Linked DNA regions of Mus musculus: all the other regions are linked to region 1. Evidence: chromatin contacts called from public Hi-C and HiChIP or PLAC-seq data. All regions are on one chromosome and are shown on one strand. Each heading gives the region's core, a stretch centred on a gene start, on an enhancer-like site or on the middle of the called end of the contact. The rest is flanking DNA. Distances are from core to core; before and after follow the strand shown. Region 1 overlaps Dleu2 (deleted in lymphocytic leukemia, 2). Region 2 overlaps Spata13 (spermatogenesis associated 13). Region 3 holds the start of Fam124a (family with sequence similarity 124, member A). Region 4 overlaps Gucy1b2 (guanylate cyclase 1, soluble, beta 2). Region 5 overlaps Gm46457 (a long non-coding RNA gene). Region 6 overlaps Rnaseh2b (ribonuclease H2, subunit B). Region 7 holds the start of Dleu7 (deleted in lymphocytic leukemia, 7).

Region 1 (3,983 bases), core at 737-3,236:
CAGGGTGTGGTGGCACAAACCTGTAATCCCAGCACTCAAGAGACTGAAGCAGGATTATCAGCCTGAGCCTGGGCTACAAAATTGAGTTCTAGGCCAGCCTCAAAGCCATAAAGAAGATATTTTTTAAAGTTACAATTCATCACAAGTTGTTTTTATAATAAAAACTAGAGCAAACATAGTAATATCCCTGATTTTTAAACTGTTGGGTTCTGTTTTGAAAAGCAACATTTGATAAGGCTGGAGAGATAGCTCAGCAGTTGAGAGCACTTGTTGATTTTGCCAAGGACCCAGGCTTAGTTTTAGCATAGTTCCAGGAAATCCCTCCTCTCTTGATGTTTGAAGGCACATATAAGATGCACATACACACATGTAAACAAAACACTCACAGTCATTTTTTAAAAATCCATGAGAATCAAGTGAAACATAACCAAACACAGCCCTATAGTCATCTAGGAGCAATGGCAGTTTTTCTTTTTAAAAACTTCATCTTAATTAGCCTAGTGGAAGGGACAATGTCTTGCAAGCAAAGGATCAAAAGATGCTTTTGTAAGAAAAATTAAAATATTAACTTCATTTTTTTTGTCCTGTTATAGAGTCATTTTTAAAGGCGGTTTACCTAGCTTGCTCTCACCAGCTGCAAGACGGCAGAATTTATAATCGGAACATCAGGTTTCAATAGCCATAAAACAAAAATAATACCTACTTCATAGAGGTGTTGTGGGCAGTGAGACACCTGATCCACAAAGCGTTTGATAACAATGCGTACCACATTATCAGTACCCAGTGGCTCTTACAACTTTTTCGGGGCTTCATACAACGGGAAACCTATCTGGTGAGTCCATAATTTACTCTAGCACTATTTTTTTTTTCTTTTGGAAAAGTACCCTAGTGACGTCCAAAAGATTGTACATCTTCGGCTCCAATCCAGAACCGAAAGCTCCGTCTCCAGTTCAGAATCCAAAGGCTTGTGCATGGTGGGCTGGTCGCACACCTCGAGGTCTGGGGTGGAGGGAAACGTCGGGGTGTGACAGCCGCCCGCTGGTCGTGTGATTGAACCGTAAAATTCCTACCTCGTGAGATGGTTCTAGGCTTAGGTGTGACAGATCTGGGAGGCGCTGGCGGAGGGCGAGAGCACGACAGCGATACGCGGTTTTAAGTTCCTGAGCGGCCACCCAGGGCTCGAAGGCGCACTCGGTGGCTTGGAGTTTAGTTAAAAGCGGTTTTTGTCTTGTTTTTACGAAACTCTTAAGATAGTCCCTGATTTGTTTCATCACTAGTGTGTCACCGGAGTAGTGTCCGAAAGCTGACCACCTCCACTGCCGCACAGGGGCCACGCAGGCACACACAGGAGCGCAAGACACAGCGGGGACTGGAACCGAGGAAGTAGAGAGCCTTGCGCCACGACGATCCTGCGCATGTGCCGGGGGAGAGGGAGGTAGAAGTTTCCGCATGCGCAGCAGGGTCGCGCGGGGGTGGGTGGGGGGAGGCAGGGACAGCTGTGGAGCCGGCCCGCGTTCCCGGCATGCCCCGGGGCGGCGGGGTTGGCTCTAACGAATTTGAATGAGGAGTCTCAGCGCTTTCGGCGCCATTTTCGAGTGATGCCTGATCTCATCAATCTAGCGGGAGGGAAGGGATAACCTGTCCGAGCCTAGCGCGACGCTAGGATCACGCCGGAAAATCCCCCAAAAATCATCAAAAAAATTAACTTAGAGCAGAGGGCAGTCGGTGGGGCTTCGCCAGATGCGGCGCAGTCGGTAAGAGCCTCAAGTAGCGAAGCGGGTCTCGAGAGGTGGCAGCGATGGGACCGGAGGACCGTGAGGGGAGCAGGGACCGGACTCGGGGTCTGCCCTCACTTTCGCGGCAGAAGCTCCCCCAGGGGATCCGGTTGCTGTAAGTTGGGTGTCCTCGGATGGGCGGCGTCCGGCCGCGCTCGGGTGGCGGGAGCGCGGAGCTGGGGGAGGGGAGGCGCGGTTTGAGCGGGACACGGCCGAGCGGCCGCCGCCCGACCTGTCAGCGCGAGCGGCCGGGGAGCTAGGCCGGCGCGGCAGGGTCGCCCGCGACAGGCGCCCGCCCGCCCTCCCCGGTGTGCACGGCGGTCCGGGCGCAGGCCGTCTCCTGCCGGGAAACTTGGGTCGCGGGAGAGACGGCTGCCCGCGGCCCCCGAGGTGCGCTGCGGAGTGCGGGGAAGAAACGACGCCGGCCGGGCCGGTCCCGGGCCGGATCCCGACCCCGGGCGCGGCGGATGGATGGATGGCCGCATCCAGCTGGGTCATTTTGTCGTTGCTCTCCCGGCGGTCCCCTCTCTCGCTCGAGGGGGAGGGGTGTCGGGGTGAAGGGAAGGACGGGGCTGCGAGCTTGCGATTTCCTGGCGTCGGGCTCTTAGAAGACTTTTTCCTTCTCCGGTCCTTGAATCGCAGCGTCTCAAGGAAAAGTAGCGTGAAACTTGGTGTCTCCTGCCGACAAGCCTTTGCACCTACGATTTAACGGTCATTTTGCAGTCCTCAACTTTCCTTGGGTACTCCTGACGCTGAGGCGGAAGAAAGCGGAGTTGTCTTTCCTTTGGGGGGGGGGTTTCTTTCTTTCTTTCTTTCTTTCTTTTTTTTCTTCGTTGGCTGTTGGCTTTTTGTCAACCCAGAGTCGACAGCTCTTGAATGAGCCAGTGACAGCTTTGACTTTAGGTAATGCTCGCTAGGTACTAGTCTTTGTGAAGAGTCCACGTTAAACTCTTGTGTCGCTTTCCTCCCTCAGCACCCCTAGATTAACCCTTAGCTCATGGGACGTTCTGCGGGAGGGTCGCACGGACCTGCCTTAGTGATCCTCTGCGGATGCTTTTGCTGCAGCTTCTCGGTTATTCGCCGAGGACTCAGGCTTCAGGAGACCCTCGGTGACTTGCTAGTCAGAGCAGGCCCCCTACAGAGCTTTCTCCCTCTGGAATTTTATCAGAACCCTGGATTTGGTGTGTGTCTGTGAAAACTGGGGGACCCGCCCTCATTTAGATCCCTTCCAGAAGAGTAGGAGCGCAATGTGATGTTTTTCAAATTGAGTCTAACGGAGCTCCCAAACGCCGGGCTTCTTACCCACTGATTGGCTGGAAGGAAGCGGGACTGGGGGGTTTGAATGTTGATCCCAGAGCTGATAATTCTTGACCTACGAAAAACTGTGTTTAGACAGAGAACTATTCAAATAAATACAAAATGTAAAATCGGAGTTTTTTTTTTAAGTTAGTACATAATAGAGTTGTTTCTTCCGTAAAAGCCTTTCAGATGGTTCTGAAATATATATATTTAAATGTAAAACTAAAGAGGCTGTTTTCAGAAAACTGTATTTCTGCTGTTGGAGTTATAAGACATTTCTGTTCTTCATTAGTTGAAAACTTCTCCGAAGGATCTAAGGTGTTTGGTTTTTCCTTTGATAAAATTTTTCCGTCTCAGTCTTCATGTATTTATTGGATACATATTAAGGGAAAATTGTTTCTTTCATTTTGATGAAAGTGAACTTTAAACTTAATCTGTTCTACATTTTTTTTTTTGTAAAAATTGAATGTACTCTTAGAACTTTGCAAATCTGTTTTTAAATGTTTTCTAACTGGGCCATTGCAGTGGATTTAAAAGTTTAGTTTACGAGTCATTTATGTTTCTTAGTTGAGAATATAACAAGTAAATATGCACAGGTGAGCATATATATTAATGCATTCCTTTTACAAATTCATTATGAGAGAATGTGTTGTATCGAGCAGTGCATATGTGTTGGTTTCTTTGACTGGTTTCAAAGTTTTTGTTTAGTGTTACTTGAGACAGGCGTCAATATTTATTACCCTGCTTGTCATTCCTTTTAATTCCATCTTGATAATAGGGTGTGGTTTTCAGAGTAGATGATTTTGAAAGGAACTTTTAAATTTTTATATCTTACAAATAATTGAAATTTTGAGGCATTATTTCAATTTAAGACAAACATGCATTTAGAAATATTCAAATGAAAACATT
Region 2 (3,983 bases), core at 504-3,003, 920 kb after region 1:
GAGACATCTGCGGGGGAGAGCTACACACAGGGGGTGAAACCAGCCAGAATGAGAGAAAAAGGAAGAGAGAGGAAGAGGGAAGTATGAGGAGACGAGGAGACAGAGACTGTAGGTAGCTAGAGGGGTACAGACATCTAAAGCCTTTGACACCAGACATGGAGCTACAGAGTTTGGTATTTGTTTTGCTGGATTTCAGTCTTGCTATGGTCTATTCTTTGCCCTCGATGTCCCCATTCCTCCCTTTTGGAATGGTAATATATATTTTGTGGCATTCATTATATGTTGAAGTATGTAATTTCCTTTTTGATCTTAGTAGAGGGTGTATTTATGAGATGGCTTCAGTCTCAGAGGAGACTTTGGACTTTTAAAAAGCTCTGAGATTGTGAAAGACAGTGAGAGACCTTGAAGTTGGATTGAAAGCACATTGCATTATATGATTATAGGGGTGAGGGAGTGGAACATAGTGGTTAAAATAAGAAATGTCTCCCAGGGGCTCAGGCATTTAAATACCAGCCCAAATTCATTCAAAATAAATAAATGAAAGTAAAATTGTAAGCCAGCATCTGCCGGCTTAAAGTAGCTCTCACCTATCATTCCAGCACAAGAGAAATCTGAGGCAGGGGGACTGCCTCCAGTTACAGATGAAGGATACACTTGACTTCTTTATCTTCTTTTCAGTGTCTCTCCAGTTACTTAAAACCCTATGCCTATGTGATCTGGATTAAGTGCCAGCAAGCTCTACTCCAGACTTCTTCAGTGGAACAGCTGAGCTAGGCAGAAGTCCCTAAGCACACACACTCAGGCCTCCCGTTCCTTCTCTGTAAGATCAATCCAGTCATGGGGACCATGACTGTGTGTGTGTGTGTGTCCTTCCTAGGGTGTTTAATCTTCTCTGTTCTTTAAAAGTCACTTTCCGAAACTTGGAAATCAAACACACGGTCTTCTGAGATGGTTCTCCTTTTCGATTCGACTTTACAGTGACTGGAACAAACACTAGACATAAAACAGAGACTGTTTGAAGTGCTAGAAGATGGGAAGCTATGGATGAGTTTGCTGCAAAGGGTTAAATTCCGGGCTGGACACAGCAGCGCATGTTTATAACCCCAGCACTGGGGAGGCTGATGCAGGAGTGAGGGTTCAGGCCGGCCTGGGTTACATAAAAAAGCAAGACCCTGTACCTTATAAAAATAATAAAAAGTTAAAATCTTTATCATGTTTTTCTGAGACAGAGAGAGAACACTCTGTTCCTTTTTAAAACCCTTGATTATGGGCAACGATAAGCCACGAAATACCAGCTAGGAGTGGCTACTAGAGCCCACAGAATCTCAGCCTAGAGGCAGCAGGCTTCAGGCAGTTATGGCCTGTTCCTAATCCTCTCTTTGAAAGGAAGCAGCACAATTTCTGGATTCCTAGGACTCTGTGGAATCCACACTATCTCCCAACTGGGGACAGCATTCTACTATCCAGTCTTAGCAGCCAGCAAAGCACTAACAGCAAGGATGTGCCTGCAGATAAGCAATCGGATTCATCCTCTTTTACAAGTTAAGTACAGCCAATACCACACATAATCCCTTGGTATGCAGTATAAGGCCGGCAGGGAAAGGGATGATGGGCTAGGACACGTGACCTCTACACCTGACAAAGCTGGGGTCACCCGCAGCCTTAACCAACTGTCCTTACAGCCTAGTTACTGCCACCCTCTTCAGATGCTTAAGCAACTCAGATCAGATTTCCTATTTCCTCCCCCTCCCACACCCGACACACCCACCTGACTCTGTAGTCTGGGCTAGCTTTGAATTTGTGGCAGTTCTGTCATGGTGTTCTAATGTCTGGGATTATAGGTGTAAACCACCCTGTCTGGCTAGGACTGTCCAGGAAAATTTTTGAAAAAGCAGCATAAAGGGAGTGCAGGAGCAGGCTGTGCCAAGAGAGGCAGGCTGTAACTCCAGCAGGGTGGGTATGGAGGGGCACGCTGTAACCCTAGGGCTTAGGAGTTGGAGACAGGAGGGCAACTTCAGGGCCATCCTGGGGTCATACATAGTGAGACTGCCTCAAGACAGCAAATGAGGCTGGCAAGACGGCTGGCTCACTGGGTAAAGTCACCTACCACAGGGCCTGGCCTCCTGATTTGATCTCTGGAAGCCATATGAGACCCAGGATCCCACACATTCTGCCCTTACCTCCAGGTGTATGCTCACAACATACAAATACTTTAAAAAACAACAAAGAAAGAAATAAAAGCACGCACGCCTTGAATAATAATGATATTACAGATCAAGCCAAAAGGATTTCCCGGAGCCATGCTAGGCAACCATTTTTCAGCCCAGGCTGGTCTCAAACTCATAATCTCTGGCATACTAAGACAGTCAGTCATGCATCCCAATGCCTTGCCAACAGCTATGACTTGGAGGAGTCACAAAGGTGTTTCATACTTACCTGAATCTGCCCACACATGTGAGACCCACACCACAAGCACTGGACACAGCCTTTCTCTTTTGCCCTTCGTTCTAATAAAATGCCAAATGGAGTCTCGGGATAATAAAATTTTAGGTGATTCATGGCCAATTATGTGGTTACTCAGGTTTTGGGTCACAAGAATCAAAGGAAAAGATTCAGTGAAGATTTCCCCTAATAACCTGAGTATACGTATTTTAAATTAGCTCCAGCTATATCTGAGTGTCGTACCCAGAGCTCTAAGCCACTCTGTAGAGAGGGCAGCTTGTCCAGAATGGGCCACTGGCAGGTGTGGTCGAATAAGCTGCTGAAAGGCTCACTGCTCACGCCCCTGTGGGATGTTCCTAGGTCATCACCATAGTTACTCACACTGTGCCAGGCCAGGTTTCTGGCTCTGAGTCAGAGATTAAGTCAGTTCTCTTTACGGATGGTTTAAGACTCTGAGATAAGTAACTTGGCCCTGGCCAGGAGGACTCAGTGGAAGAGGGGGATCCTATGTTGGCTTTTTGAGACAACAGTCTGTTCACCAGAAAATCGTTCCAACAGAGGTTAGGTCAGAATGATGCTAGATCAGCCGTGCAAGTCTCCTCTCCTCCCCAACTGCATTGCTTCATTCTGCTAACTGTACCAAAGAAAAACAGAAACACGTGGCCTGTTTTCTAAAACAAAAAACAAAAACGAAAACTAATATATAAATCCATTACTTTCAAAATACTAGAAGCAGATTTTTGAACATACACACACCGCTAAGGCAACGGCGGGCAAATGATCATTGTGTTGCCCAACAACTTCAAGGGCTCACAAGACTCAAGGTGCTTGGGTTCCGAGACCTACGAGGTAGGCTCCTGCACCTCTGTCCTCCACCTGCATGCCGTGACACATGCACACAAAATAGAGAAAGAAATGTAATAAAAATATTTCCAAAGACTTGTACTAAATTTAACTTTGGGTTTTAGAAGGTCTTGCTAGGTAGCCCCAGCTGCCCTTCAACTCCTGATCCTCCTGCCTCAGCCTCCTGAGTGCCTGGATGCGGACCACCAGTGCTACAGAACTTTGCAGGAAGTGGGGGGGGGGGGGTGTAACACAGCAGGAAGAGTGCTTTGCCAAGCATGGCCAGGACGCAGTGTTTGGTCCCCAGTAACACACACGCAAACACACACACACACCCCTTTGCAAAGAAATATGCTTCTATACCCGCTCACATATCAATTTATTGAACTGAAAAATTAAATAAGGGCTGGAGAGATGGCTCAGCGGTTAAGAGCACTGACTGCTCTTCCAAAGGTCCTGAGTTCAAATCCCAGCGACCACATGGTGACTCACAACCATCTGTAATGAGATCTGATGCCCTTTTCTGGTGCATCTGAAGATAGCTACAGTGTACTTAGATATAATAATAAATAAATCTTTTTAAAAAAGATTAAAAAAATCAAATAAAAACATGACACAAGGAACAAGTTCCTCTGAGTAAATCCCATCATTTTAGGGGAAGACGGGGAGCTGCATTAATACCCAGAGTATATTATTTT
Region 3 (3,983 bases), core at 427-2,926, 910 kb before region 1:
TACAGCAACACTCTTTAATGACAAGTAGGAACTAGAAGCACGGGTGTCCCCATATTAACTAGCTCATCCCAAGTGTCCTGGTAGTCATACTAGTCTGGCTTTTAGGGTGAAGACACCCCTCAAAGACAGCGCTACTTCCTCTTCTCCAAGGCAAGACCCTTGGGCAAACATCTGCTTTAGGTAAGCCCTTCAAGTTGAAAATTAGTGGGACAGTGACTGCTTCATGCCAACTATAACACAGCAGGCAATATTTGCTTTGTTTCTTCTATTCATGGTTCAACTAACCATGGGGGAGGGGAGAAGAGCCAAAGATGGTCAACTAAAGTTGATACATAATGGCAGTGTGAGTTAGTGAAAGAATCCTTGTCTATTGTACTTAGGTTGGAACTCCAGCACCAAAATATCAGGAAATAAACTAAGTTGACAACTGTACACCAACAGAATTGAAGCAAAAGCAATGGTGGGCAGGGGTGGGGACATCAAATCAAGTTACTCCTCTGTCACGGTTACCATGGTTGGGTAACAAGAGAAAGCCTGCTGTGTAGGGAAGAATGACAGTCCAGATTTAGGGTTGGGCTGGTGGAGAAGGCTGCAAGGAGGGGTGGGGTTGGGAGGCAGGACGAGCTTGAGGGACGCTTTCGTGGGTTAGGTCAGAACATAGGTCCATTCTGGAACTGGCCTCCCTCCCTGTTCTCAGTAGATTGCCAAATCCTAATATTAGTTTGAAACCTCTCCACCTTCCAGGAATTCCGAGGTCTTCTGTAGCCTGGGTAGCCCCTGACCTCTAGCAGGACTTCTCTAGATAGGAAAAGACACACGTTCCTACTGGGGTAGCACTTGTATCCTGGCTGTGGTGCTGACTGTGCACAGGAAAATCCTCTAGATATGGGCTGGGTGGAGACCATCACGGGACATTGGTTTCTGAAAATGCATTCCGTCTTTTGTCCTACTCAGGAAAACTGCTGTTGGGAGAGGACTAATTAGCCTCCAAAGGTTGGAGCTAATTACTGAGTCCATTGAAGCACACAAGACCCCATCACAGCATCCTGTGGGTACTCCAGGCTGGCGGGGTGGAGAGGCCGCTCAGCAGCACAGTATAAGTGAGATATGAAGTCCTCCTAGCCGGCTTCGGAGTCTTTTTCCTGTGCTGGTGTCCCACCCTCTCCACCTGCTTTCCTCCTCAGCAGCCTGGGGCTCCAAAGCTATCAGAGTTGCCTGGCTGGAACAAGTGCAGGCGCATCTCTAGGTGAAGGGGGATAGTGGCTGAACCTGGCACCGTGGGGCCACAGGGCTGCGAGGAACGACGCTGAACCTCGGGTCCCATCACCTAGCAGCCCGGGGTGGGGTTCTTCTCGCCCCTTCCCACCCTGACCCAGGCAACCACAGACCATGCCGCTGGCTCGCAGATACTGCACCCCAACCCCAGGACTGCCTCCCCAGCTCGGGCTCCCGAGCGCAAGTACTGAGCTCCCGCCCCGCCCGGCTGGGCTCAGCTCACCCTCCGGTCTCGGCGCCAGAGTCCACGCAGTCCTCTTCCTCACCGCCCGCCTTCGGGTTCATGGCGCGCGTGCCGTCCGCGCTCCCTCGGCCCCGGGGACCCTCCGAGAGCCTCGTCTCCGGCCTCCGCAACAACCCGGCCCCGCGAGGAAGCCGCTCGCCGCGCCCTCTCGCGGCCGCGCCCTCCCCGCCCTCCGCTCGGCGCTGCGCGGGCGCGCCGGGTGCCACCAGGCGAGGATCCGAGCGGGTGCACGGGATGCGCGCGTGTGCACGAGCGCGAGCGTGAGTGCGGGAGGTGCCGGGGGATGGACTCTCTCCATGAGCGAGGAGTGCAGTGGGCGTGGAGTGCAGTGGGCGTGCAGTATTTATCTTGCAACCCGCCTGGTGCATGCCAGCGCTGTGCGTTCTATAGTGACTGGTGCGGGCCCCATGTATGGAGTCTAGTAGCAAAGCTGCCCTCCCCTGGGTCCACAGTAAAGAGTCTGGAGTCCCCGGGCTTGCCCAGAGATTTTTTTCAGCCCCATTCTGCGAGCAGTACTGGGAAACACCCACCAGCGCAACCAGGGCAGAGTGTGATATCGCCATTTGAGGACCAGTTAAAACACGTGGGTGTTTCTCAGAACTGCAGACGTTGAATTCATTATCGCCTTGCTCACTGACCCAACTTGCTAGAGAATGTATTCTTTTGTTATCTATCTTAAAATAACACGAAGAGTCCTGGGTGTGCTTCCATTCAAAGGGGTCTGGCAGCAAGAGGGTGATGGACATTGACGTTGTTAAACCCAGCCATCCCTTAGGATGGGTTAATAATTGAAGTAGCAGGAAGTCATTTTTCCACTCTAGCCAGTGAGGCAACTTGGGAGCGGCGGCGGTGGTGGGGTAAGAACAACTTAGACTTAATTCTGGTGGTGTTGTCATTAGAAGCAGTGGAAGGCACTTAAGTGTATGTCGTATTCGCTTTTGTAGGGTAGTGCTGAAGACGCAACCTTGAGCATGTTCTGCCAACCAGCTATGACCCTGTCATCTTTTCTTTTCAGACAAGTTATTTAACCTCCTGGAGCCTTAATTTTTTCGCATATTGGGCTACTGCTATCTTCTCTGTCTGTTGTGAGTTACAAGAGATCACGTCTGTGATCGTCCCTGAACCTCCATTTTGAGTTACAAGAGATCATGTCTGTAAAACAGTTTGCGTGTGAGTTCTGCTACATGCCAAGTACTGGTTACGGGAGCTGTCAGTGTCCCAGGTGAAGGCTAGCTACCTGCATGCCCTCTCAACTGGCACAGCGGTGTCACTTCTGTGTGACAAGCTGTGAAGAACAATCCTCTTCCTTCCTTCCTTCCTTCCTTCCTTCCTTCCTTCCTTCCTTCCTTCCTTCCTTCCTTCCCTCCCTCCCTCCCTCCCTCCCTCCCTCCCTCCCTCTCTCTCTCTCTCTCCCTCTCTCTCTCCTGCTCTTCCCACTTTACATATTTGTCATTGCTTTCGGACTCTAATTTTAAACACATTACACAAAAGAGAAGGGCAGTAGACAAAAGCAGAGTAGAAATGCAGTATCGATCAGGAAAAAAAAATATCGGTAAGTGTGCCTATGCCAAATCTGAATAGCCTTCCCTAAACCTTAAATTCTTTCCCCCAAACAAGCAAAAATGGATGTGTTATATTCAGTTTGGTGCTCATTAGCTTAAACAAAGGAATAGTTCTTTAAGGAAGATTTAAGCCGATTTACCGTGTTGTGGTTTTGAATCTAAAAACGTCATCTGAAGCTTGGTGGGCAGCTGGTAGGCTTTTTGGGAAGTTGATTGGATCAGAAAGGTGCTACCCTCATCAATGGATCAATCCCTGGATGAATTCATAGTTAATTGGACTATTAGACAGTGTGTGCATGTGTGTGGCATGTGTAGCTGGAGGAAGTAGGTCACTGGGGACTTATCCTGTCCCCGCTGGGTAGAACCTCTGCCCTAACACACCCTGTGTGGCATGAGGCCAAAAGCCTTGGAGGTGAGCAGCCACGAACTGAAAATTCTCAACCTGTGAGCGAATCACCTGTTAAGTCTTTCCTCTATTCCCCCCCCCCCCAATAAAGAATCAAAATGCATCTGCTAACATTAAACAGAACCTCAGAGGCGCCAAACACATTGATCTCACTTTAAGGAATGTTGGTTTAATTTGGCCGAGGGAAAGAAAGCCCACAGTTGAATTTTCCACGTGTGCCTCATGTCTTCTGTGTGTTTGTAGTTTGTGGTGGCCGGCCAGCCTGTCTCTTGTGTGTCTGTGCCTGACACTTATGATTTGTGCCTGTCCCTAACAAAGGTTTTTGCTCTGTGCTTACTGAGCAGCACCTAGAGCTTGGCATTGGGAAAGGGATGAAGGATGTCAGACATCTTTAACAGCATTTTACCAGGAAAGAAGTCATCTTATTGACCCAGAAAAGCAAACAGCACAAAAGCAAGCACGTTATCAGACGATATCCATGGGTTGCTTCCAACAT
Region 4 (3,983 bases), core at 928-3,427, 770 kb before region 1:
AGTGGATCTTTCAGGTCCTCAGTGCCCACACAGCAAGTGGAATCAGTTGCAGGTCTAGTGTGCAGACAAGAGCCTATCCTTGGCCACCTTAGCTACAGCTTATAAGGCGATCATTGCCAGTTTAGATGCTACATGGGTTAGGTTAAAATTTCACTGAGTCCATGTGGCCTGTTCAAACATACAGGTAGGACTGATTCCTGTAGGCCTGTGGGGTTATGTCTCACAGTGTGCAAAGCTGTAAGTATCTGCTCACTGGAGAGTATTCAACCTCAAGGAAAGTGGGTTTTTTTGAGAGTGGTCCCAGACAAATGACAGCCACCAAAGCCACGCTGAGCCAGTAGCTTCTGAGTTTATTGTCTCACATCCAAGAAGAAGGAAACAAAGAGGTCCTGAGATGTGGGAGGAGTTTCAAGAGTGGAATATTGATTGACACGCTGTTTATCTAGTAGATTTGGAGAACTGGATAGACGCTAAGATCATTTTTGGAACTGGTCATTTTTTAATGCATCATAGTCTGAACCATTAAAAAGTCCACAAACCCCCTGCATACTCACTTGGCCCAAGTTGGGAATTACTCAATGATCTAGGGGAGGGTTATGTGTGCTGTGTGATCAGTTCATGGTCCACTAAGAGCCATGCACTTTCTGTCTAGGGAGAGGCATCTCCTGTGGCGAGAGGACGCTCATTTTGTGTGTGAACATCTTCCCTCTGCCAAATGTTCCTTGTCATACTTAACTAGCCCACGCCTGTGCATCTTTAGTTGCTACAAATCTTTTGCTGCTGTAAAGGAAGGCTGAGGAAAGCATCCTTCCAACTGCTTTCTCCACATTTCCTAGTTAACCCTGGGACATAGTCTCAGAGCAACACATAGGAAAGCATGAGCATCTAAGGATTCCCTGGAGATCTTGAAAAAAAAATATCTAGCTGCCTTTTGTAGAAAGACGGAGTTGATGAGTACACCTGAGAGCTCCAGGTTCTTGATTAGAAGTGACCTTGTAAGCACACACACTATCCGTTCAGCCACCATCATGCTTCCGTATATAAAGATGGGCTCAGCAGCAGCAGCAGGAGGGCTTGTTCATCTCCAGTCCTGTGACCAGGTACCTGTGCTTCATCTCCTTCCCTCTGCAGTCTCTTCAGGGAACACTCCTTAGGAAGAAGGAGAGGTATTTAAGCATCCCTGTTTGCCCTGGGGAGAAATCTCACTCAGCTGTTGTGAGGGCATCAGTCCTGCTTGGAAAAGGTAGGTGTGCTGTTCTGCTGGCTTCAACTCTTAGATCAGGACAACTGCCTGCTTTGCAGGGGAGGAGCCCCATACACAAATAGGGCAAAGCTTCCTGCAATTTCAAAGCCCCTGATTCCCGCAGAGCTTGGCTTTGGCATCTGTGGTCTTAACTTTAAATATCAGCTTCCAACTTGCCACAAATCAGCTCTTTTGTTTGTGCTGGGTGACATGGAGACACTGTCATCTCTGTAATCAGGAAAGCCACTAGCTTGGACTCAGTCCCAGATCCTGACTGTGGTGAAGAGACTGGGCACAGACATACTAGCCACAGTGAATTCTGCATTGCTTCTGGACCCAGACCTTGACTGGGATGTGTTTCTGGACTGGAAATCAGTGGCTAACCACAGCTAGCCAGCAGTACAAGGGACAGAGGGCAAGAACCAAGAAAGTGCATTTCTGTCTCTGTGACATGAGACAATGCAATCCCTTCCAGCTTTCCATTTACAAAGTAAAGGTGGTAAGGTCATCACAGCAGGTCTTTGGGCACTGAGCTGACCTGCCAGCCAGCACCTAACTCAAGTCTGAATCAGAGCTCTGACCCCAGTGGAGGAAGGGAGCTAGATGCTCCTTGTCATGGCCTGGTAGGTCAAATGACAGGCATCTGGGTGAAGGTCTGCAGGGCTCAAAGAGCTGCATTCTGAGTCCTTCAAGCTGTAGCAAACACAACTGACATCCTTTGTCTAGGAGATTTTCATATCAAAAAGGTTCCATTGAGAATCTGCAACCCCTGCCAAATGGGACTGTTGGTTAAATTTTCACGTGCCACCCTAAACTGTCAGTCTATAAAGCTCCATGGCAAATGTCCCTGATGCTGGGCCCGACACACACTCGCTCCTCTTCTGGCTCATTGTCCGCTTGTCACCGTCTCAATGCCAGCTCTGTTTTCATGGTGAGACAGACTCAATTGGCCCAGAAACTAACTCTTCAGCAGCAGGCAGAAACTTGGCAGGGGGCAGGAGGGCTTCTCAACCTGGTCGCAAATTTTCTGTTTGTTTTAATTTGGACAATAATTGCAGTGGCCATCTGGAGAAGCTGAGGGAGCCTGTGCTAAAGAGTGGGAATCACACTCAGCCTGTGACACACTTAAGATTCTAACCCTGTCTGAGCAGCTCTGTGAGGGCCGCTCATTAGGGCTTTCTTTCTCTGTGTCCAGGGCCCCTTGGGGACACCTTCCAGCCTGTCTTTCCTGAGAGACTGTGGATTGAAGAGGAGGTGTTCTGCAATGCTTTTCCTTTCCACGTTGTCTTTGACGAAGCAGTAAGAGACCCTTTCACTCAGAAGCTTGGGATAGGGCGTAAATCAGGGTTGGAGAGTCCAGTTCACCACCATTACAGCTGTAAGGTCTTAGATCCCTGAGTTCACAGGGCTCAAGAGACTAGACTCTGCCCTGGAGGGTCTCCTGACGTTCCTTTATGTTATAGGCTCGTCTGGAATTCATGATCTTCTTAAGGTAAACATAGCAAGGGAGTTGAACCAGCGAACAAATGGGAAAGCTTATGATCAGAAAGAAAAGCTGGAGGAAGACTTTAAAATTCACTCCAGAAAGACACACCAAGACTGCAGCCTATACCCATGGTCGTAAAAGTGACCTGCCACCCCCTGTGACTGCAGCAGACCCGCAATCCCATCCTGCTTCATTTCCTGCGTCTTAGTAGAGCGTTATGCTGTGTTCTGGGGGGTGGGGAGGGTGGGAGTGGGGTGGAGGTGGCTGTGAGAATGAGCATTTAAATTTGATTGCTATCAGTTTCCCAGGATAAAAATATCTTTCTTTTTCTTGAGCTTGCATGTGACAGCTCACATCCGTAATCCTAGCACTCAGGAGGCTGAGGCAAGAGTTAAGTTCACAATCAGCATGGGCTACGTAGCGAGTGACAAAGCAAACCATATGTAGATATAGATGATGTAGACACAGGAACTGAGCTGACTTTAAAAATTTTTTTACCTAAAGGGCATGTAGGCAAAAATGAATTTAGTCAAAAGTGCCAGGTCAGCCACTATGAATATCTCTAGTGTTTATTGGAACTCATCTGCATGCCACTGCCAGCTGACTACAGCATGAACACTAACGACGACATGCACTTACCTAAGGACAGTATCTTCCCTCAGAGAAGTGATGGTATTACAGCGGTAAATACACACCCCTAGGCAGAATTATAAGTCAATGAATGCCAGCAATTCTTCAGAGCCACAAGGTTACTATTACTTGTGCCATTAATGTTCTCAATCCAACCTGCTCTAAATGGTCCCCTTTCAACTTTTGGGTACAGAATAACAGAAACGGAATGATACACGAGGTTTGTTTTGTAGCTTGCCTGAGTTCTTATGGTTTGTAAAGGCCCTGAAGCACTATGCTGGTATTAGACATGTGATGTCAATGTCCCCATTCCACACTTCTTTTGGGCATTCTCTAGAGGAGCAGAGAAACATTGTCCTGGGAGAGAGAGAGAGCATAGAATGAAGATCTACTGGCCTTGTTGACTATACTTCTGATCACCTCAACCTATTTCATGCCTCTTCCAACGTTAGCTGCAGATCTGACTGCAGCTGACATTAAATTACAGTCCTGGTGTGTTTATTCCATTACTGGCCCTCCTTCATCTCAGTGACTCACCAAGCAGGGCCAAGATGTCATATCTAAGGGAAAGCTAAGGGTAGAAGTCGCTTCTTGTTCTCCAGACTGACACGTGTCCTCTGTGGA
Region 5 (3,983 bases), core at 882-3,381, 740 kb before region 1:
GCTTGCACCCTAATTACTAGAGATAACCCTGTTTGACAGCCCATCTAGATTCATCTTGATGGACCAGGAAATGGGAGCACGGCAGAGTTAACAGTCTGAGTCCGTACTGCTGGGAAACAGCCTGACTCTTGGTTACACCAGAGAGAGAGAGAGAGAGAGGGAGAGAGAGGGAGAGAGAAGGAGAGAGAGAGAAAGAGAGAGAGGGCAGTTTGGAGGAGTGGACCCAGGAGACATACAGAGTCACGTTGGAATCCCCACTCTATGTTGGAAGTGCCATCAAGTCAACAATGTTAGGGATAATCAGATAACCTGCCTTTTGGGGCATTTAAAAACTGATCCTAAGCCGGGCGTGGTGGCGCATGCCTTTAATCCTAGCACTTGGGAGGCAGAGGCAGGCAGATTTCTGAGTTCGAGGCCAGCCTGGTCTACAGAGTGAGTTCCAGGACAGCCAGGGCTACACAGAGAAACCCTGTCTCGAAAAACAAAACAAAACAAAACAAACAAACAAACAAACAAACAAAAACCTGATCCTAAGTGTGGCATCTCCCTGTTTAAGTGAGGGGAAGGAAAGACAGCAGAATTCATAGCTCATTGCTGTCTCCATCTACTTTCCTTTGAAACTCTCTAGCCATGTCTTGAGTGAAAGCCCTAGCTAGAACGACCACTCTGAGGACGTGGCATTACCTGGGAGACCAAGACCAAATTGGTCATTTGGTGGGAAGCCTTTTCAGTTAAGTTTGGAAGGAGAAACACCAGAGCCCGGGATCTTGGATTATTTTGTTGCAAGCTTGTTTGGCTGGGGTCACAGTACAATATGCTACTTCATTGAACATTATATTTAGAACTGTCAGAATTGTGCGACAGGTACCATAGTCCAGGCCAAAAACAAGGACAATTTTTGTTCCACATTTATTTTGATTTAAATAATCATTTCCAGCTGTAAAAGAAAGACAATCCTGTGATAGGTACCACCCTGCAGCTGACATTTATTCTATTAAACACTGCTACAGACAATCTCCTGGTATTCGGAAGTGTTTGTTACTTTTCTATTGCTATGTTACTTATGCTACTTCTGTTACTTCTATGAGGCAACTCATAGAAGGAAGGTTTTATTTGTGCTTACAGTTCCAGAGAGCTCAGAGTCCATCACAGTGGGGAAGGTTGACCATTCTCATCCAAACCACCACACTTGGGAAGTTTGGCGAGCTGCTAAAGTGCTTGCTCACAGGGCCTCTAAAACCTCAAAATGCACCTTCACTTGTTCTGGAATCTTCTGTGAATTGAGGCCCTTGGACCCAAGTTAGATGTATTAACTCCTACTGGATCGATTAGCTCATAGAACATCTATGCCCTGGCACACACCATCTGGTGGTCTGTCTCATGGCCAGCAGCAGACCTGGGCTGCCACTCAAATACGAGGCTTGCTCATGAGCAGTGAACACTTGGCTTGGTGGTGACTGTCGGTAGAGCCCTTTTCAGAGTAGAGCATTCCAGGGAACTGCCCTCTACAACTACAGCTTTGCAGGCTCAGTTTACCCCATAACCCTGCCTTGCTCCTGCCCCTCCCCCTCCCTTGCCTCTGCCCCACCTAGCTTCTTCCATTTCAGGGCACCTGGCCCAGGCACGGTCTATCCAGATGGTGGCAGATGGCTGGTCCTCAGACCAATGACTGGCAGACTCATTGGCGTCTAGCCATGGAGGGAGGCGACAGTTTCTAAATAAGTTGAGAAGAGGCCACTGCTTTCTTTACCTTGGGAGCACAGACCTCAAGCCCAAGCTTGTAAAAGCCAGGACCCCAAGGTCCTGAATACCATGGCAATCCTGGATGCTGGAGGCAATGCTTCTGGGCGCTGAGGAGGAGGGGTGTCTACAGCTTTCTCTTTCAGTGGCTCTCTTCTTCCTTAGCTGATGCTTCCCGACACTTCCCTCAGTCTTGGTATCTTAGCCCTCTCCTAGGCTAAGACTTTTTCATTCATCACAGATGCCTGGCTTCCCCGCCCCCCCACCCCCCAATCCCTTCTTAGTCTTTCTTTCACTTTCAAGTTTTCATTGGCTCACAGTTGTGTGAGAAAGAAAGAGTGAGTGATTCACTGGGTTGCCTGGCTGAGGGGTGAGATCACTGCTGCCCCTGCAGAGAGTGGGTGCTGTGTGCTAGCCTGGAGACTGAAGAAAGCAAGCGGAGGACCGCTCTCCCCAGAAGACCATCTGGCTGAGACAGCCGAATGCTAATCTGTAGCTTTCATTTCCTTTATTCCTCTTGGTTTGTTCTCTTCATCTGCAGCTGTACATTCAGACCCAGCCCCTGTGAAGGCAAGCGCTCATTTGGGGAGCATGTTTATTTGCCCCCCCACCCCCCATGCTTCTTCTAGGTGTCGGGAAGCCATTGTTATCAATGGTGGGTTCTATGTGGCTTTAATGTCAGTGCTGCACTTTCAGATGGAAATCAGGCAATTATGTGCCACATAGAGAAACCTGACAGATGCAGAGGTTTTACACAGCTGGCCCTGTCTGTGGGACAAAGGCACCTGGTGCTCCCCCGAGGGATCATTACATAAGTAGAATATGTTTTGAGAGCACAGAAAAACTCAAGAATAATTAACTGTGGGGTGAGCATTCATAGACTCTGGGGCTGTGTTAACTTCAAAATGTGATAATGATATGTCAACCAACTGGCTGAATCATTCTTTAAAGGTGGCTTGAGAGACTCTGTCTCCCAAAGAGAAACTGCTCTGAGTTTCTGCATGGTGCAGTCCGAAAATTTTCAGAGGATTCTGAATTCTTTCCCCTCAGGGGTTCAACTTGATGTGAGGTGAGGAGGAAATGACAGCAGTTCCATGTCTGCATTCAGTGGGGTCTAATGATGGCACTCTCTTAGATCTTAGTGGCCTATCTAAGCCATCAGCATCTACCCAGGAACTTGGGTTCACATATATAGCAGGACCATTGTGGTACCCAGCTGAAGTCCTTTGAGCATTACACAGGTATGGTTTTTAGCCACACTGCGCAGACAGGAAACTGAGGTACAGACCTAGGACTTGGCCTTCAGACCCACCCTACCCCAACTCTGATCTTAGCTCTCAGCCATTGGCTAGAGCCGTCTCTGTGTTGGAAGCAGAGACTGTACTCCTGACACAGCAGCTCCAGTCAGATATGTGCTGTCAAGAACAGAACAGGAGAGACCTAAAGAAAAGTTACAGTGTGATTTTTCACTGGAGACGTCCAGCTATTAAAAGAGACTGAAACATGAAGTCCCAGCTTTAAGTGTTCCAGCATACATTTATAGTTTACCACAGGCTACGGTGTCCCCAGGTCTAGTCAGGGCTCCTGTTGGCTGTGGAGCAAATACTTAGAGGTTTTTTGACCCTTTGACTCCAGCAGACCCTGGAGTCTCCCCCAGATCCCTGAGCTGTGGTTTTAGATTATGCACAGCTGTGGCAGTTTAGAACAGAAAAATATAGGGGATTCTGTAACTCTCAGAAAAAATGATTCTAAAAATACAATATTTGTATTTATCCTTTGAGAATTTCATACATGTATAAAATATGTCTTGGTCATATTCACCCCCCACTCTATCCCAAAAGTAATTTTTAAACTCAGCATATGATAAACAAATTAAGCAGGTTTACGCAGGGCTCTTACTCCCTTTGCAAAGCTACAAATGCCAATTTTGAAAGACTGTGAAGCCCTGTTTTAGAGACATTGTATAAATCTACCAAAACTGGACACATTAGGAACAAAACAGATTTGCAAGTGGTAAATAAACAGTATGCAGTCATAATCTCCCCGTCCTCATGTGTTTTCCTCTGTGCTAAGTAGAGAGACAGTGGAGGCCATTCAGAGCCTCACCATTGTCAGTGTCATTAGTGATGGGAAGCTGGACACTGCACGTGTACCTTTCCCATCTCGACTGAATGTGCCCATCTCAAGGCATTATTGTACGATGCCAGCATCACCTGTTTTAAAATATTCTTAGTGTCTTACTA
Region 6 (3,983 bases), core at 1,066-3,565, 700 kb before region 1:
CCTGTGTGAAAAGAAAATCCCAGGAAAAAAAGAGAGAAACAGGACAGAAAAGATGGTGGGGACCATCTGAGGATGGTCCAGCTATTCCACATAAAAAAAGAGCCAGCTGAGGACTCAAGGCACAAGTTCCACTGTCACACAGGCCTAGAAGGAGCCCAGCCCAGGCCCAGAATATACATCTGTTTCCCTGTCTTCACTCCAGGACTGAATAATAATAATAATAATAATAATAATAATAAAAGTCCTCTATTCCAAAAAGAAAAATTCCCAAAGTGGATCCATTCCTCCGAGAGCCATCAGATGAGGCTTCCAAATTAGACAGAAATAAAGGAAAAGGCAGCTGAGACATAAGTAAAAAGAAGACACAGGCAGGCTAAGACAGGCCAGACAGACAAGCTGTCATAGCCTGGCTGTTAGGAGTGAGCCATGCAGACATTCTCAGGTGCAGTTTCTCTTAACATCACTAATGGCAGGGGAAGGCGTATCTGATGAAGACAGTCTGATTAGGGAGCCAGGCTTAGGAGTAGATTCACTGTCTGCCCAGGTCCTGCTCTGCATCTCTGCTTCTGAGACTGAACTCCTAGAGACAGACAGTGTGACTGATCGATTTTCTCTGGTTTTCAAGGTGAATCCTGTCATTTCTTTCACAGTACACGTGATAACTTGCTATATTTTTCCATTAGGCTAGAAGGCCAGAAATGCCTGACTGAAATGCTCTTCCATCTAGCCCAGGCTCCCCAGTGTTGCATTCTTTAGGTTTCTATTTTAAAGTTTTGTTTCCCATGATCAACCAGTATTTTTATACTTCGCTGTTTTAAATAATACTGACATGAATGGCACTATAGTCTCGATAGAAGTTTCATTATTGTTATTATATTTTTATTTTCTTTGCTACATGTCCACAAAAGAGCAAAACAAGAAATATGTTTTAAATATAAAGTTAATAAGAGTTGGTGTGAAAGGCTGTGCTTAAAAAGAACAAGTCAAATTTAAAAGTGGGAACAAAATTTTAATAACTAAATTAGACACGACGCCATCTAAATGTAGGGAAGAAACATTAGGCACCCAAGTGTTACACATCCAGGACTTAAGAAGAAAAGGCACAGGGGCTCTGGATGGCAACGTTTCTGCTTCACTCTGCATCTGTCACCTTGAATTTAGTAGCTCCTAGAAGGCCAGACTGAGGAGCACTGAAACCGGGTCTTGCTCTTAACAGGAGATGAGGAGGCAGTGCCCTGTACTAAGCTGAGGTGCGCGTCTCCCTGTTAGTTTCCCCTAGAGAACATCCGCCTTGTGCACAAGCTGACTCCTCCCTCAGCTTCCTGGCAATAGTCTCTGTGGCTCAGAGGCATGAGTGGTAATAGCCTCACTACCGTGTGTGGATCCCAGTGTACTGACCGTCATGGCAGCTCTCAGGTAAGAGCAAAGGGAGGAGCAGAAAGTGTACAGATCAAAGCAGGAAGAAGGCGAGCTTTGTGACTGTCAGTGTTTATAACAAAGTCGGTTAGCCTATAAAATAAATTTTAAGAATTCGGTTTAAAGACCAAATACAATGAACCAGAAGCGTTTACTGTATAAGTAAATATGAAAGTCCAAGAAATAGATAGTTCTATCTAAGCAGTTCAACCAATACTCATTAAAGTTGTGAACTCAAAGATTTTAAGCTGACTGAGCTGATTTTTAAGAACTTGAGTGCTCCCAGTTCTCCTTTAAGAGAACTCCAAGCTCAAATCTATATTCATAGTAATTCTAAAAGGCTACCTGCATTCCCATGAGGTTGGCATGATGCTGGTAACCGAAATGATGTTTAGCAAGATGGGGCTCCTTAGCTGGTGGTGTTGAGGCAGGGACACCAAAGCACCCCAGCTTTTACCATATTCTTACAGCTTTTAAATTGCCAGTTTCACTTAAGATATCCTGGCTTTGGGGGATGGTGGGAGCTAGAAAGACGGCTCAGAGGTCAAGGACATTTGATGATCTTGCAGAGGATCTGGATTCAGCTCCCAGAACCATCTGGGAGCTAACAGTTGCCCGTAGCTCCAGTTCCCAGAGCAGTGATGCTCTCTTCTGGCATCCATGGGTACCAGGCACACATACATATAAAAGATATCTTCTTAAACATGCACAAACCAAAACCAAAACCAAAACCAAAACCAAAACCAAAACCAAAACCAAAACCAAAGCCAAAACCAAAACCAAAACCAAAACCAACCAACTAAACAAGTAAAAAACCTGATATCCCTGCTCAGGTACTAAAAGCAATGGATTTTATTCAAATCTGGAGCCTGAATGCAGTGTCTTCAGGGCTCCCTGTGAGGGAAGTGCACTCACCCAGTTTCTGCTGTTGTACACCTCTGGGCACAGACACCATCACGGAAAGCCTGAGACTGAGCGCTGAGAGAAAGGAGTGCTTTTGCTCTGGGTCCTCACGTCCCAACCACACACACCTAAGCTCCCCATTAGTCGGCATTTATTAGGCAGAACCCAGTTTACCTATTTCTCAGACACTCACCCACGGGGGAAATCTTCCCTTCCTAGCTGAATTCTTAACATTCACAGCTAAGCACTTAGTGCTAGGTTTTCATTGCTATGCATGGCTACCACTGTGGTACAGAGTGGCAAGCTAGGCCACTGAAGTCACAGTAACTTGATCAGACTTGATCACCATCAAGGTGCTGCTTCTCCAGGGAGGGAAGGGCACTCCGACCCTCATTGCTACATGTGGGGCACCTGTTCTAACAACTGAAGTGCACCTTGAAAAAGAGAAGCAGTGTCTCTGTGCTCCCCTTCAGACACCCGCCATGGGAAGCTCACCTCTTTGCCAGCCTTTAGGAGATAGTGAAGGAGCAGGAACAATGGATCCATGGGTGTGGCAAAGTGGAGAAGGCCCCCTGCAGGAGAGAAGGAACAAAGAGAAGTTGTATGCCTTACAAGGACCGCTTGGTCACCTTACCCATCAGAGTGAACTGAATGTGGTGAACCCCCACATTCAGAAATGTGACATCTGCCCCCGTGGCAGCACGTGTAGCAGCTTGTGTTTTCCATCAGCAAACTCAGGAAATACCTTGGTTTAAATGCTCTCATTTCCTACAGTTAGATTGCCTTCCTCAGTCTAGACGCACCATGAGCTTTTACTTTAAATGGCTTCAAATCCCGAGGGAAGAGAGTTAAAACGACTTTTCATTTCACCATTGGAATCATTTCCTATAGGTCTCACTGGAGAGAGTAGAAGTGTGGGGGAGCACAGAGAATGGTGAGCCAGAGAGCTCAGGAGGCCAGGTCAAGCATCCTGTAAAACTGCAGACCCACTGCCTCCCGTGCAGGAGGGTGGAGCCCTGGGAAAACCCAGCACGCTCTGGAGCTTCTACTGTGGCTCCTGGTTGTGGACTGTGGGTGACAAGCAAGGCTCCCTGTGCTGTCCACACTCCAGATGACACCCTGCCTGAGAAGACAGAGTGAAGAGCAAGCAGTGCTCCCCAGGCCAAGTGAGAACTCTGCCTCTTCCTCTCCTAGCCCCAGAGCCCCCCTTCCCACACACTTGAGGAATGGTGTGGTCATCAATGCAGCTCTAAGCAGTTCTCTTGCCTCTCCCCAACCTTTTATTCTTGGTTTCAGGAAAGACACACATTTATCTTTAATATCTAACAAAGCAACCCAGTTTCTGATTTGAATAACAACCTCCTGGTCACCGGGACTAACAGAATGAAATCAAACTGCTCTTTAAAAGTCAAAGAGTGGTCTGCGAGCCAGACTGTCCAGGCTCTATCACTGCTCCCCTCCACTTTCCAGTCTCCATCTGATGCTCTGCAGCTATCAGCCAAGGCCAGCTAAGCATGCCAGAGCAGAAGCCGGAGCTCTCATGTACCACCTGAGTAGGCACAGCTACAGCAGAGGGGACAGTGTACTTCCCACCCCCAGAGCTATAGAGACACTACATGCATTTCCAAAAAGAAATTAGGTTTATTCTCTCTTTAAATTATGCA
Region 7 (3,983 bases), core at 525-3,024, 640 kb before region 1:
GAAGAGCCCCCAGGTCATCTTTCAAGAGGCAGAGTCACCCCTCACGCCCTGGGGTTCTGGTCTTCATCTCATACATTTCTTGAAGTTCAGCTGTCTGTGGATCTCTAGATCAGTGTGGTATGTTGAAGAGGCAGGGCTCCAGTCCTCTGTCTAGTGATTCCTGGCCTGTTGACTGGGATTCTGTTTGTCAGGAGAGTTTTGCAGTCAGCTTTTTAAGAGCAGAGGGGTTAGTTCATGAAGCTCTGAGACAGGCATGCTTTCTGAAAACAAAGCTATTCCTGCTTCATCCTTTCTGCACCAAAATGTGCATCAACATCTGAAGATGTAAAAAGTAAATACACAATTGGAAGAATTTCTGTATTTCTGCATATGAACTTAAGTAACTTTATGGCAAGATAAATGAATCAGTATTAAGCTGCTTCTCTCCAAAGTCATTTTCTCTGTGGCTTCACAGACTAGCATTTTTACCTGGATATAATTTGCATGTACACGCTTGTTTTGCTTACGAAAACTTCTTTATTGATTCAGATTGGTTTTCAGAGGGGAAGAAAACACTGAGAATCCTAAGAACCACTGCTGGGGAGTCGGGAGGATTACTCAGGGTCAACTCCCCTAGTCAACAAGGGCCCCCATAGCCCTTACTGATCACCTTTCTGTACTGACAAGACCACCCCAGTGGCATTTCCATCCAGAGAGCTTCCAGAACTGACCCCACAAGACACACCCTCCATCTGCCTGCCCCTCTAGTTTCCCCATGAGTCCTCTCTCCTGGCGCTGTGCCCTTGTCTCTGCTGTGCTGCATCACTGGATTCTCCAAGTTTTCCTTGCAAAAAGTAAGCAGAAAAAGATACTGTCTGTGATAGCTCTCCTCACTATTCCCTTCAAATGCCTTCAAAAGCAAGCAAGCAAACAACACAAAACCTACCAAACAAAACAAAACCCACCGATAGCTGCCCTTTAGAAAGATTAAAATCATCCATTCTTTCCCTCTACTTAAAGGAGACAGCCATGTTTGATGTAATTAAAAATAGGTATTTGTGCAGCTCTCCTGAGGTTCCTGCTCCATCAAAGGATTGACTTTGGACCTTGCTACCAGAGGCCTTCCACACAAAACGGTCAAGCTCCTCATCTGAGCAGTGCCAGGCTTGGGTTTCATGACAACTCAACCTTGATGTCATTTCTGCATCTGGGATATCAGTACCCGTAGGGAACTAAGCAACCAGGGCTGAACTTTGGAGATACTTTGGTAGTCCATATATTTTGTTTGGGGATTTGCAAGGCCTTGAAAGCTATTTCAAGGTGTTTCTGAAAATGCTCTCAGGGAAATGAGAAGAGCCCACCACTGTCCTTTGTGAGATTGGTTGGAGCTCTGGGCATGCTTAATGACTTGCTGAGGTTTTAACACTACAGACCCATGGGCCTTCACTGCCTTAAGCCGTTCTTTGCTGGCATCCTTCATGGAGGAAGGGGGCGGGGTATCTGGGGATAGATACATCCGCACAAAGCAGCGTTTCCCCACCAAAGCCCTGAGAGGCGGAAGAACCAGAGCTCAGCATCTGGCTCAGGTTCAAGCGCTCACCGAGCAGGCTCCAGGCAGCTTTGGGTCATTTTGAGCCCATTCTGCCTGGCAGTGAATGCAGGGGCAAGTGCGGGTCACCACCTGCGGGCCGGGGGCGGGGCGGGCCACACACGCTGAGGGAAAAGCATAGAGTTAGAAAAAATGTGACCCCGCGACCCCGAACGCCGCCAGGCTCCTTTGCCTGCGCTCCACCTGCTCGTCAGCGCCCAGCTGCTAGCCGGCTATGGCCAGCCCTGCGCCCTTAGTGGCTTCCATCAGCCACCAAATGGTGGCTCTGCAGACCCTGCAGCTACTACAGCAGGAGTGGGGCTGGGGCGACGGTCCTAGCGCCCCAGGGAGCCCGCGCGGCCCGGACCACGTGCCCATCGCCCAGGCTCGTCGCCCAGGCCAGCTGCGGACCCGGAGGGGGCTGGGACGCGGGAGCATCGGAGCGCGGGGATCCCCCGAGGCAGGCGGGCTGCGGGGCGCAGAGGGGGGCGCCGAGCTGCTGCCTTTCCCCCGGGACCGCGGGCCCTGTACCTTGGCGCGGATGGCGATGCGCAGCGCTCTGGCTCGGGTGGTGGACTCGACCTCGGAGCTGGTCAGCGTAGAGCAGACTCTGCTTGGGCCTCTCCAGCAGGAGCGGCCCTTCCCTGTCCACCTGAAGGTGAGTCTCCCTGCCTTCCTCTCTGGGTTGCAGTGCCTGGATGAAGTGAATTGGGCCACTGGAGTCCAAGCAGGGTGTGGTCAACCTGCTGTGAGCGGAGAAGTGGATGGGGCAAAGGAAGAAGCGCACTGAGGACTGAGCATGTGGGACAGAGAACTTGAGAACTAATTACCTGGGGTCTGCCAAACCGTGGAACTAGACCTGGACCTCTGTGTGTGTGTGTGTGTGTGTGTGTGTGTGTGTGTGTGTGTGAGTGCGCGCGGGGGGGAGGAGGGGGGCTCGGGGGGAGGGGCAGAAGTCTGTGCATCAAGTGTGGTGTGGAGGGGAAAACCTTGTCAAGACCCACCTGTCACAGGAGTCATTTTTCTACCTGTGGAAATCAGCTTCTCCTCCAACCTTACGGTCTTCCTTTAAAGCGTTGAATACATCCCAAGTCCCCGGCTTCATGTATTATGACAACATCGTGTACTTTTAAAGTTGCTTCACACCTGTGAATCACAATTCTTTTGCATGACTCCAGTTCTCCACAGAGCACAGAGACCCAACAGAATCAACTCAAATCCTCATAAAGTGGGCTGGGGGCAGGTGGTCCCAGATGTTGACAACCTTGCTAATAGTACCAGACTCCTGCTGGACCAGCCAGCTTGTATGTATGCGGCAGAACTGGGAAGAGACCTGAGGTAGGTTAGGAGGCTAGGGTTTTGGGGTCCAGTCTTGACCTTGCCATTAACTAATGTAATAATTGACTGTGCTAGTTAGATTTTATTGACTTGATACAGCTAGAGTCATCAAAGAAGAGAAAACTTTAATTTTTAAAAAAATGCTGGCATCAGATTGCCTGTAGACCAGTCTGTGGGGCATTTTCTTGATTAATGATTGATATGAGAGAATAGAGGAGGGACCCTGCAAACCACTGGGCAGTGCCACTCCTGGGCAGCTGGTCCTGGGCTGTATAAGAAAGCTAGCTGAACAAAGCCATAGGGAACAAGCCAGTGACCATGGCTCCTCCATGCCACCTGCTCCAGTTCCTGCCTCCAGTTCCTGCCCTGACTTCTTCATGAAGAGCTAGCTACAAACTGTAAATGGAAATAAGCCCTTTTCTCCTCAAGTTACTTTTGGTCACTGGGCTTATCACAGCAATAGAAATCAAACTAGGTCACTGTATTAGGGCCATACTCTTTGAGACCTTTTGGCTCTCAAGTTGTGGCCAGGAACGCCGTCTCTCATCCTTGTACTTGGGAGTCTGGAGGAGGTGGGGTGTTGAGAGGAGAGTTTGCTGCATTCCTTAAGGGTTGGTATTGTTCTTACTTCACAAGCCAGAGTTGTTGCATCATATTGTGTGAAAAATTCAAATCAAATGTCACCAAGCAATGTCTGAGGCGTCTCTCTTCTTTTTTCCCTCCCTTGAAACTATTTAAAATCTGCCAATGTATGACATTATTGGTTGTGAGTTACATACTAATTTCATTGATTTTAAGATAGGAAAAGAATATGTATCTGATAAAATTTCAAGTACTGGGTAATATTAGAAACATGTTAGAAATATATGTGTGTATTGGTTGCTTTGGGATCACTAAGACCCAAAGCCTCACAGAAGCAGAGGAGAAGTTGATTTTGGTCTAGCTTTCATGTCTTTTACTCTCTCATGGCACTGGGGAGAGAGTCTAGGGCCCCAGTCATGCCAGGCAAAGCACTCCCCGACAGAACTATTTCCCCAGTGACAGATATATTTTTGACTAGCAGTTGCAAAGAGATTTT

What was found. A called contact is a pair of places that touch in the nucleus more often than the background predicts. HiChIP or PLAC-seq counts read pairs in DNA pulled down with a chosen protein or histone mark.
Region 2: a contact with region 1 is called in a Hi-C map of regulatory T cells, with 8 times the contacts expected there. The contact joins two enhancer-like sites.
Region 3: an H3K4me3 HiChIP or PLAC-seq map of craniofacial prominence shows a contact between it and region 1, with 4 times the contacts expected there. The contact joins the promoter of Fam124a here to the enhancer-like site in region 1. A contact is called at or near these places in 1 of 39 promoter capture datasets (hippocampal neurons), 1 of 484 Hi-C or Micro-C datasets (uterus) and 5 of 115 datasets of contacts at active chromatin or transcription factors (astrocytes, bone marrow-derived macrophages, craniofacial prominence and 2 more).
Region 4: a contact with region 1 is called in an H3K27ac HiChIP or PLAC-seq map of oligodendrocyte precursor cells, with 9 times the contacts expected there. The contact joins two enhancer-like sites. A contact is called at or near these places in 2 of 39 promoter capture datasets (cranial neural crest and maxillary cranial neural crest), 1 of 484 Hi-C or Micro-C datasets (cerebral cortex) and 14 of 115 datasets of contacts at active chromatin or transcription factors (SST interneurons, acute myeloid leukemia, bone marrow-derived macrophages and 10 more).
Region 5: an H3K27ac HiChIP or PLAC-seq map of SST interneurons shows a contact between it and region 1, with 10 times the contacts expected there. The contact joins two enhancer-like sites. A contact is called at or near these places in 3 of 39 promoter capture datasets (cranial neural crest, frontonasal cranial neural crest and second pharyngeal arch cranial neural crest), 2 of 484 Hi-C or Micro-C datasets (muscle stem cells and uterus), 11 of 115 datasets of contacts at active chromatin or transcription factors (the NIH/3T3 cell line, SST interneurons, acute myeloid leukemia and 8 more) and 1 of 9 other capture datasets (embryonic stem cells).
Region 6: an H3K4me3 HiChIP or PLAC-seq map of embryonic stem cells shows a contact between it and region 1, with 8 read pairs. The contact joins two enhancer-like sites. A contact is called at or near these places in 5 of 39 promoter capture datasets (the HPC-7 cell line, cranial neural crest, frontonasal cranial neural crest and 2 more), 3 of 484 Hi-C or Micro-C datasets (Th1 cells, nephron progenitors and palatal mesenchyme), 22 of 115 datasets of contacts at active chromatin or transcription factors (the 230-238 cell line, CD8 T cells, the SCID.adh cell line and 15 more) and 1 of 9 other capture datasets (embryonic stem cells).
Region 7: a contact with region 1 is called in an H3K4me3 HiChIP or PLAC-seq map of embryonic forebrain, with 7 times the contacts expected there. The contact joins the promoter of Dleu7 here to the enhancer-like site in region 1. A contact is called at or near these places in 4 of 39 promoter capture datasets (cranial neural crest, frontonasal cranial neural crest, hippocampal neurons and 1 more), 1 of 484 Hi-C or Micro-C datasets (embryonic stem cells), 23 of 115 datasets of contacts at active chromatin or transcription factors (the SCID.adh cell line, VIP interneurons, acute myeloid leukemia and 17 more) and 1 of 9 other capture datasets (embryonic stem cells).

Annotation. Positions count from the first base shown.
Region 1 is chr14:61,646,389-61,650,371 of GRCm38.p6, reverse strand. The region is part of intron 1 of Dleu2 (deleted in lymphocytic leukemia, 2); the gene reads left to right. Among named protein-coding and RNA genes, the nearest start is that of Mir15a, 16 kb to the right of the region's middle. Within about 2 kb of position 1,986, at least 436 of the 459 cell types and tissues checked have an H3K27ac peak or open chromatin away from gene starts, as enhancers often do. A contact at or near this core is called in the SCID.adh cell line, SST interneurons, VIP interneurons and 25 more, where this site is marked.
Region 2 is chr14:60,725,116-60,729,098 of GRCm38.p6, reverse strand. The region is part of intron 4 of Spata13 (spermatogenesis associated 13); the gene reads right to left. Among named protein-coding and RNA genes, the nearest start is that of Gm34997, 41 kb to the left of the region's middle. Within about 2 kb of position 1,753, at least 64 of the 459 cell types and tissues checked have an H3K27ac peak or open chromatin away from gene starts, as enhancers often do. A contact at or near this core is called in regulatory T cells, where this site is marked.
Region 3 is chr14:62,553,430-62,557,412 of GRCm38.p6, reverse strand. It overlaps Fam124a (family with sequence similarity 124, member A), which reads right to left and starts at 1,676. Exons shown (of 4, transcript NM_001243857.1): 1 at 1,499-1,676. The coding sequence starts at 1,560.
Region 4 is chr14:62,414,460-62,418,442 of GRCm38.p6, reverse strand. Gucy1b2 (guanylate cyclase 1, soluble, beta 2) reads left to right here. Exons shown (of 17, transcript NM_172810.3): 8 at 1,132-1,243; 9 at 2,439-2,542. Among named protein-coding and RNA genes, the nearest start is that of Gm35468, 24 kb to the left of the region's middle. Within about 2 kb of position 2,177, at least 57 of the 459 cell types and tissues checked have an H3K27ac peak or open chromatin away from gene starts, as enhancers often do. A contact at or near this core is called in cerebral cortex, embryonic basal ganglia, embryonic forebrain and 4 more, where this site is marked.
Region 5 is chr14:62,387,784-62,391,766 of GRCm38.p6, reverse strand. All of the region lies in intron 2 of Gm46457 (a long non-coding RNA gene), which reads right to left. It also overlaps a transcript of Gucy1b2 not described here. Among named protein-coding and RNA genes, the nearest start is that of Gm46457, 11 kb to the right of the region's middle. Within about 2 kb of position 2,131, at least 91 of the 459 cell types and tissues checked have an H3K27ac peak or open chromatin away from gene starts, as enhancers often do. A contact at or near this core is called in SST interneurons, embryonic basal ganglia, embryonic forebrain and 6 more, where this site is marked.
Region 6 is chr14:62,349,308-62,353,290 of GRCm38.p6, reverse strand. It overlaps Rnaseh2b (ribonuclease H2, subunit B), which reads right to left. Exons shown (of 11, transcript NM_026001.3): 4 at 2,815-2,891. Among named protein-coding and RNA genes, the nearest start is that of Rnaseh2b, 19 kb to the right of the region's middle. Within about 2 kb of position 2,315, at least 10 of the 459 cell types and tissues checked have an H3K27ac peak or open chromatin away from gene starts, as enhancers often do. A contact at or near this core is called in embryonic stem cells, where this site is marked.
Region 7 is chr14:62,290,770-62,294,752 of GRCm38.p6, reverse strand. Dleu7 (deleted in lymphocytic leukemia, 7) reads left to right here and starts at 1,774. Exons shown (of 2, transcript NM_173419.2): 1 at 1,774-2,225. The coding sequence starts at 1,803.